2 separate regions of the Anas platyrhynchos genome follow, and region 2 is linked to region 1. Evidence: chromatin contacts called from public Hi-C data. All regions are on one chromosome and are shown on one strand. Each heading gives the region's core, a stretch centred on a gene start, on an enhancer-like site or on the middle of the called end of the contact. The rest is flanking DNA. Distances are from core to core; before and after follow the strand shown. Region 1 holds the start of ANK1 (ankyrin 1). Region 2 has its middle 18 kb from the start of ZMAT4.

Region 1 (3,492 bases), core at 715-3,214:
GATAAAAGATGCTGCAGGCTGCACCTCAGCTTCTGTAAACTAAGCCTACCTCAGCCTATCAGCATTTCCGTGTTACTGCAGAGACAGGATCTCAGCAAGCATCTCTCTCCCCAAGTTAGGAACCTAATTAAGATGTTTCTGTTCCTTTTAGTGTTTTTTTTTTTTTCTTTTTTTTTTTTTTTTTAAACTACCTCACTGATGAGCTCTCAGCCTTCCAATTAACCTGCTGAAAAGCCTCAACATTAGTCTCCCTGGCAGAAGTTTGTACGTTGCTGTTGGTTGCATGTGAACTCTTCCCTGCATATTGAGTGTTGGTAACAGACATTTTGGTCCACATACTGACAAATTTGGAGCAAGACGGATAGTGCTGAAGGGAATAGTTTTATGTCCACAGCATGATTACCTGGCTGTGGCAATCCAGAGCATGCAGCAGCAGCTGCTCACAGCATGCTGTAAGGTACTAACAGTTCCTGCACATCAGGACAGTCTGATTTCACTCCTATCTAGCATAGCAACTCTCAGAAAAACAAAACAAAACCAAATCCACAAAAAACTCATATATTTAGTCCTTTAACAACAGGATTTGATAGTTTCTACATCAAGAAACTGAAAAAGAGATCTCCTTGTTCATGACTCCTAAACGGTCTATCATCAAGACAAGTTAACTCACACAAACGAGTTTGTTTTTTTAATTTCCCTTAAAAAAATAAAAATAAAAATAAAACCACCACCACCAACAAAAACAAACAGGTGTTATTAATAGTCAAGCTTATTTGAGCAAATAACGGTTTTTATAAACTTTTCTTAAGTAGCCATACTTGTTTAACAGTTCACTAACTCTGGAAAATCACATTCCTATGATCTTGCTTATGGATTTCATAAGCACTTATTTTTGTTCCTTGGCCTACACGGCTAGAGAGAAAGTTGTTATAAACTGTTACATTCTGGTATTTGCATTTTTCTTCTTAAAATGGTTTCAACTACCTTAAGAACTCAGAAATACACAAGTACTATTTTAATTGTTATTAGTGCTGGCCCTGCTCACCCCAAGCTTGATAGCTTGTGATTAAGCATTGCAAAGATCTCAAACAATGAACTGAAATGTATTTCATGTGCACAGGTGTAACAACAATTTGGTATCAGGGCATTAGAAAAAGACCTTGTATTGTTCTACCGCTCAGTTTATGATTTAAGCATTTTACAAGAACAGAAACGTACGGCATCATTTCATGGCAGCGATTCACCATCACCGTTTTGAACTTTACTGTTATCTAAAGCAACAGAATTATGTTCTAGTCTAACCACTCAGGGCATTGATTCCAGAAGTCAAAGCCATTTTGAACTTCTGGAGGACATGCAACCATTCTCAGTTGGCATTTTACTTCTAAAATCCATTCCATATCTGAAAAATGAGAGATGTTTCTGAAAATCAGGAATAAATAAAAGCAGATGCAGTGTTGCTTGTAAATAACAATTCAAGCCAAACACGTTTTAATGGTCAAATTAAACATGTTAAATATGGATTTAGATATCAAATAACAAGCAAATACAAAAAGAACCCAAACTATAACCCCCAAGTACAGAATAAATGGGGCACAATGGGCGGGGGGGAGGGGGGGGAAGAGGCGGACACCCTCTACCTTACAACTTTGCTATTGGATGGTGACAAAGCTTAAAAAAAAAAAAAAAAAAAGGGAGTTATGAGCAATATACAAAGAGCTTGAGAGCTTGCTGGCACCGAATGGTTACTGCAGGCTTAACTCCAACACTGACTACGGGAAAATAACACGGGCGCAGCCAGCTGCAGGACGTGCGCCTGCTGGGGGCCTGCGGGCGCTTACCTGCAGGTGCCGGCCCGCTCCCCGCAGCTCTCAGGTGACCGCCGGCCCCCGCCGGCCTCACCCGCGGCTCCCCCCCTCTCCCCTCCGCTCCCGGCTGCGCCGCACGACGCCCCCCGGGCCCGCACGTGCTCAGCCCCGAGGTGCGGGGCGGGCCGGCAGCGCCCCCTCCCTGCACGAGCGCGCGGGACACCGCGGCGCGCGCCCCGCCTCGCCTCGCCCCGCCGCGCGCCCCCGGCCGCCCCCGCGCACGAGCGGACGGGAACGCGCTCGGCCGTGCCCGCCGCGGCTCCGCCTCCCTCCAGCGCTCGCCCGGTGCTGCGGGTGCTCCTCGCAGAGGGCGAGCTCGAGCTGCAGCAGCTCGCTGAGGTTTTCCCACGTTCTCCTTCCTGTATCGCTCTTCCCAGGGGAAGCTGAGCGCCACCACGGGGAGCTCGGCCGCCGCGCGCCTGGGCTCCAAGGACCCCGTCCCTTTCAGCCCCAAAGGTGAAAATCAGCCCCGGGGGCTGGTGGCAGAGTTGAGCGCTCACGGGGAAGAAAGAACCCACATGCACAACAGACATCCAAAATGGCTCAACATAATTTATTTTTTATGTTAAAATGTACAGAGTTCTTTTGAAAGTACTTGCTAGAAAGGGGAAAAAAAAGTGATATTACATACAAGTAGAGGAAGGGAGACCATCCAGCCAGGAGCGTATGACATGGAGAATTACAAAGGCATCTAGGCACCCCCTTCCCCTTAGCTTACAAGTCACCATGAACAAAGTACAAAGAGGTTACAAAACAGGAAAAGCAAATATAAACAGACAGGAATAGACTCAGCTTCATTTGTACATGCGGCTTTTAGAGGCATCTGGAGCTCCTATTCACACACTCTAGAGATCTCTTTAAAGAGAATTTTTATCTTTCTTAAAATAGTTTTTAATATTCTACAACAAAGATAAAAAATTTTAAAGATGGAATGAAATGAAAAAGCTCTTATTTTAAAAGGCATCAAAGTCACTAACAGTGAGATTTTTTTTTTAATTTCTTTTAGAAGATTACCCAAGTTATCTTGCTAAAAATACATATTTTATTTTATTTTTAAACAGAAGTGAAAAATGGTAGGTACCAATATTACTGCGTTGGATAATTTCTTTTTATATATAGAAAAGAACATTTTTTCTACAATAGTTCTACAGTCACAAAGGCTTGTGGAAAAGGGAGCTGCCCAATTGATTTAAAAAAAAAAACAAAAATAAAACATAAAACCAAAAAAAAAATACAAAACCAAACCAAACATAACAGCAAACAAACTAAACTCACGGCCCTCATTTCAACAGCTTCTCCTCCTGCTGCAGACCCGTGCCTGCCCCACTACCCCCAACAGTCAGGAAGCAGTGACACAGCTACGATTTAGGAAGGAGAGGGCAGCACAGTGCGCTTTCTACATGGGATATTTGGAACTGGAATAGTATATACAGAGAAATGGGGTCCTACACAGCCTTGTACATGCTCAAAACTAAACAGAAATAAGAAGTGGAAGTCCTTTGAATTCTGCCTTTTATGGTTAGCAGTTATTGGAGGAAAAGTCCATTTTAGTGCATCTGAAGAAACCCAACTTTTAGATTCTTTTGGTTTTAAAACAAAAGAAATTAGTCTTAATGTGTCTGCA
Region 2 (3,492 bases), core at 628-3,127, 140 kb before region 1:
CCAACACCAGCTGCTAGTACTTGACTGCAGCATAAAATGTTCATCAGGAGCGTGCTGTGACATGGTGCCACAGTCAAGCTGGAATGCAAAGGGCCAGCAACACCCCAGCTGGGTTCTGCTCTCTTTATAGCTGGATTGCTCCAGACCCGAACAAGAGTTTGTGTTCTCGGTCATCAGCAACCCTGCACTTGAGGGAGGACAACATTGTATTTGGCTCCATGCCTGAGCTAAATGCTGCCCTATCCATCAGCAGTTTGGCTTCTCATTCATGTGATGGGCTTGATCTTGAAACCATCTGTTTTCCCTCAGCTTGCGTTCAGCTTTCACTTGGACAGCAGAGGCCTTTCCAGCTACAGCCCCTGGGCATGGGGTTGAGAAATCCTCTCCCTTTGCTGCTCTCTGCAGCTGAAAAGCAAGTCTGACTGCAAACACATGCCAATGAACCTTCCTTTCCAGGTAGAGATGGGTCTGGCAGGACTTGCTATGGAGAAAGACCAGAGAAGTAGCAATGGGGCAGAGCTCAGAGGATGCAGTTGGATGCTCAGGCTGGATCCCTGCAGCAGGGCAGATCCCAAGCAGTTTAGAAATGTTTGGTCTGTGCTAACCTCACACCGAATGGAAAAGGTCTGTGTGAGCATGCTTGCACACCTCCACAATAGAGATCACCAGTGGATCATCTCGAGCCTCAGCTGGGGAGCTGGGCTCTGGAATGCACCTCTCACATTTGCTTGCCTGGGAAACACATGGTGGAATCAGGCCACAGACAGCTTCTTCTGGGCACTGCCCTGTAGTCCCATGTCCCCGGCCAGGTCTGACCTCAGCAGACTGTCACCAGGATGGTTTCTTGTATGTCAGAAAAGGCTGACCGGGTTCTGGGGACAGCCCACCAGCCTGGCAGGAGGGGATCTGGTACACCTGGCAGTCCTTGCTTGAGGGCCCTCTCCACCAAACTGGAGTTTTTTTTTCTGGGACCTGGCTCCTGGAAGCTGGGCTGCAGTGCAGGGCAGAGGGAAGGAGCTGTGCAAATCCAGTCTCCTTCCTGGGGAGCACTCAGAGTTCAGCTGAGCTGCACCAAACCAGCTCCAAAAATCCTCATAAACGAGGTGCACAACCCTGTGCACCCCTAGTGCTGCAAGAGGGGGAAAAAGCTTTTCCTGCAGATGTTTCCCATTCACTGGGACAAATTTGGACCTGGTATAAGGCAGGGCAATGCACAGGGGAGCTGTATTAGAAATAGCCTCCCATGCTGACACCCAGCTCAATAACTCCTGTCCGACCTGGCGGGGACGTGATGTGATACCCCTTCAATCTCTCAGTCGCTTATCGTGCCAAGTTTGCAAGATCAGGTGAGGTGCCATACAGTGATGATAACGAAAACCAGCTGCTGGGGAAGCGCCTGGAGACATCAGCAAACTGTCAGGCTCGGGATAAGCAGCGTCTCCTAGAGCACGGAGACAAGATAGCTGCATCGCTGGGAGGGTCCCGCAGAGGTCACCTCGCAGGAGCGGCTGCGGGGGAGATTTTCCTTTTAACCCTTCGCTTGGCACCGTGCAAACCCAGATCGCCCGCAGCAAGCTGCTGAACGACGCCAGGCAGCCGAGCCCCCTCCTCACTGCCCCCGCCGCCGCCAGGGGGCAGCGGCCGGCCGCGCTGCGGGGCCCGGAGCGCCGCGAACGGCACCGGGCTGGGCACCGGCACCGGGACCGGCACCCGGCGTCGCAGCGCCCCGGACCCCGTCCCCGTGCCCGCACAGGGCCGCTTGGTCCCCTCGCTCCGCGTTCCTCTGGCAGAAGGGGTTCGCTTATTCTGGCTCCTGGAGCTGACCCTGAGCAACCGCACCAAACGCTGCTCGAAAGCGGCTCTCGCCTCTGCTCGCTGCCTTTCAGAGGGGCTGTCAGCGAGCAGTGACTCACGGAGAAACCAGCGCACCCGTTCCGACCTGGGCATGCTCCCCTGGCAGCAGCCACTCAAGCCATTAAATGCATTTCTGGGAGCACCACCAGCTGCACAGCACAGCACTGGTCCGGCCTCCTGGCACCTCTGCCCGGAGCAGAGCCGCTAGCAAAGGAGCATCCTCCCAAAGGGCCAACGTCGGGAGGGCCCCTCAGCACGCAGCAGGCAGGCAGCCCAGCTAGCAGCTCTTGAACTGAGTTTAAAGCAGCTCAGGCAGATCAGACACAGCACCCAGTTCTGTCCAAGAGTCCTACCAAAGCTAGGGAGCATAAAAGCAACTTCAATCACAGAAATTAATTGGGAGCCCTGACACAACCAAACTCCTTAAGAGCTTTAGGGCTGGCAGAAACCCTCCCTGCGCTTCACTTTCTGAACACAGTACCCATTATTTTGGCAGATCGGTGATTTCCAGAATCTGCCCGAGCTGTGAGATCTCTCAGACAGGCACTGTCATTTCTCACCTAGTTTTGCAGCATTTGCTGTCTTTCCCAAACCAGCAGCTGCATCGTGACACCCTTGGGTAGGGACTTTCCTTTTGTTGGCTTTATCCCTGCATAACAGCAGCAACAGAGCAAAGAGAACAACATCAGCCCTTTCCTGCGAGGAAAGGCAGCCGCCTGCCCAGCTGCGCTGTCACTGCTCATCTCAGGTCCCAGAGGCTTGAGAGAACCCGCCCTGCCCTGGGCACAGTCCAGCTGATTCTGCCTCAGCCAGGCAGCCTGCAGGGCTCTTGAGCTGCTAGAAGCCCTACCCCATCCAAAGACCTTTTTTCTCTTTGGCATCTGCATCCCAGCACTGGTGGCATTTGTCCTCAGCCAGCAGGTGACTGAACAGCCCCCAGGGCACATCAAGTCGCGTATTGTAAGACAGCAACTTCGGGCTTCACTGGAAGCACACTTTTTAACCTCCAGATGCATTTGGGATCATCCAAGGGGCTGCTGTTGGCACAGAGCCTGGTGGTTTGGCAGATACAACTCTAAAGAAAAGGGGGAGGAGGGAACTGGTGGAAAAATGTCCCCTCCAGTCCTCTTGTTGAATTAAACCACATGTATATTTTTAAAATACAGCGGAAAGGAACAACTCTCCGGCACATGTTTGAGAGCAGTGTCTTATTTCAGAGATTTCAAAAAATTAGTGGCTGAATACTGAAACAATATAGCCTTTAGATGGAGGGCATTTGGAAGTGATTAACAAGCCTGAACTCATGCATTCAAAATAAAAAGTTAGTACCTCACGCTGGTAACAACTGTCAGCTACTAAAAATCCGAGGAGGGGGGAAGAAATCAAACTCAATCCTGCATAATCTAATGCTCTAAGCCAGCGGGAGACCACTAGCAAGCATGCCAGCCCATGCCCTCCCCAGGCACATCGCCTCAGGCCTCGCGGCTGCCCGTACCCCACGCCCCATCTCGCCCATGCTGCGCCCCCGGGGTGAGCAGAGCCCAGCAGCCTCATCCCACGGGAGCTGTCGGAGGGAGCATGGCCTTGGCAAGACTCTGCAGGAACAGGCAATGGGCTAAGCAGCAAGGCTGGGCTTCA

What was found. Hi-C and Micro-C count contacts between places; a contact is called where the count stands out from the background.
Region 2: a Hi-C map of subcutaneous adipose tissue shows a contact between it and region 1, with 1.6 times the contacts expected there. The contact joins the enhancer-like site here to the promoter of ANK1 in region 1. A contact is called at or near these places in 3 of 8 Hi-C or Micro-C datasets (liver, skeletal muscle and subcutaneous adipose tissue).

Annotation. Positions count from the first base shown.
Region 1 is chr23:209,621-213,112 of IASCAAS_PekinDuck_T2T, reverse strand. It overlaps ANK1 (ankyrin 1), which reads right to left and starts at 1,964. Exons shown (of 44, transcript XM_027443542.3): 1 at 1,842-1,964. KAT6A (lysine acetyltransferase 6A) reads right to left here. Exons shown (of 18, transcript XM_027443577.3): 18 at 2,401-3,492.
Region 2 is chr23:349,821-353,312 of IASCAAS_PekinDuck_T2T, reverse strand. No RefSeq gene overlaps it. Among named protein-coding and RNA genes, the nearest start is that of ZMAT4, 18 kb to the left of the region's middle. Within about 2 kb of position 1,877, at least 1 of the 8 cell types and tissues checked has an H3K27ac peak or open chromatin away from gene starts, as enhancers often do.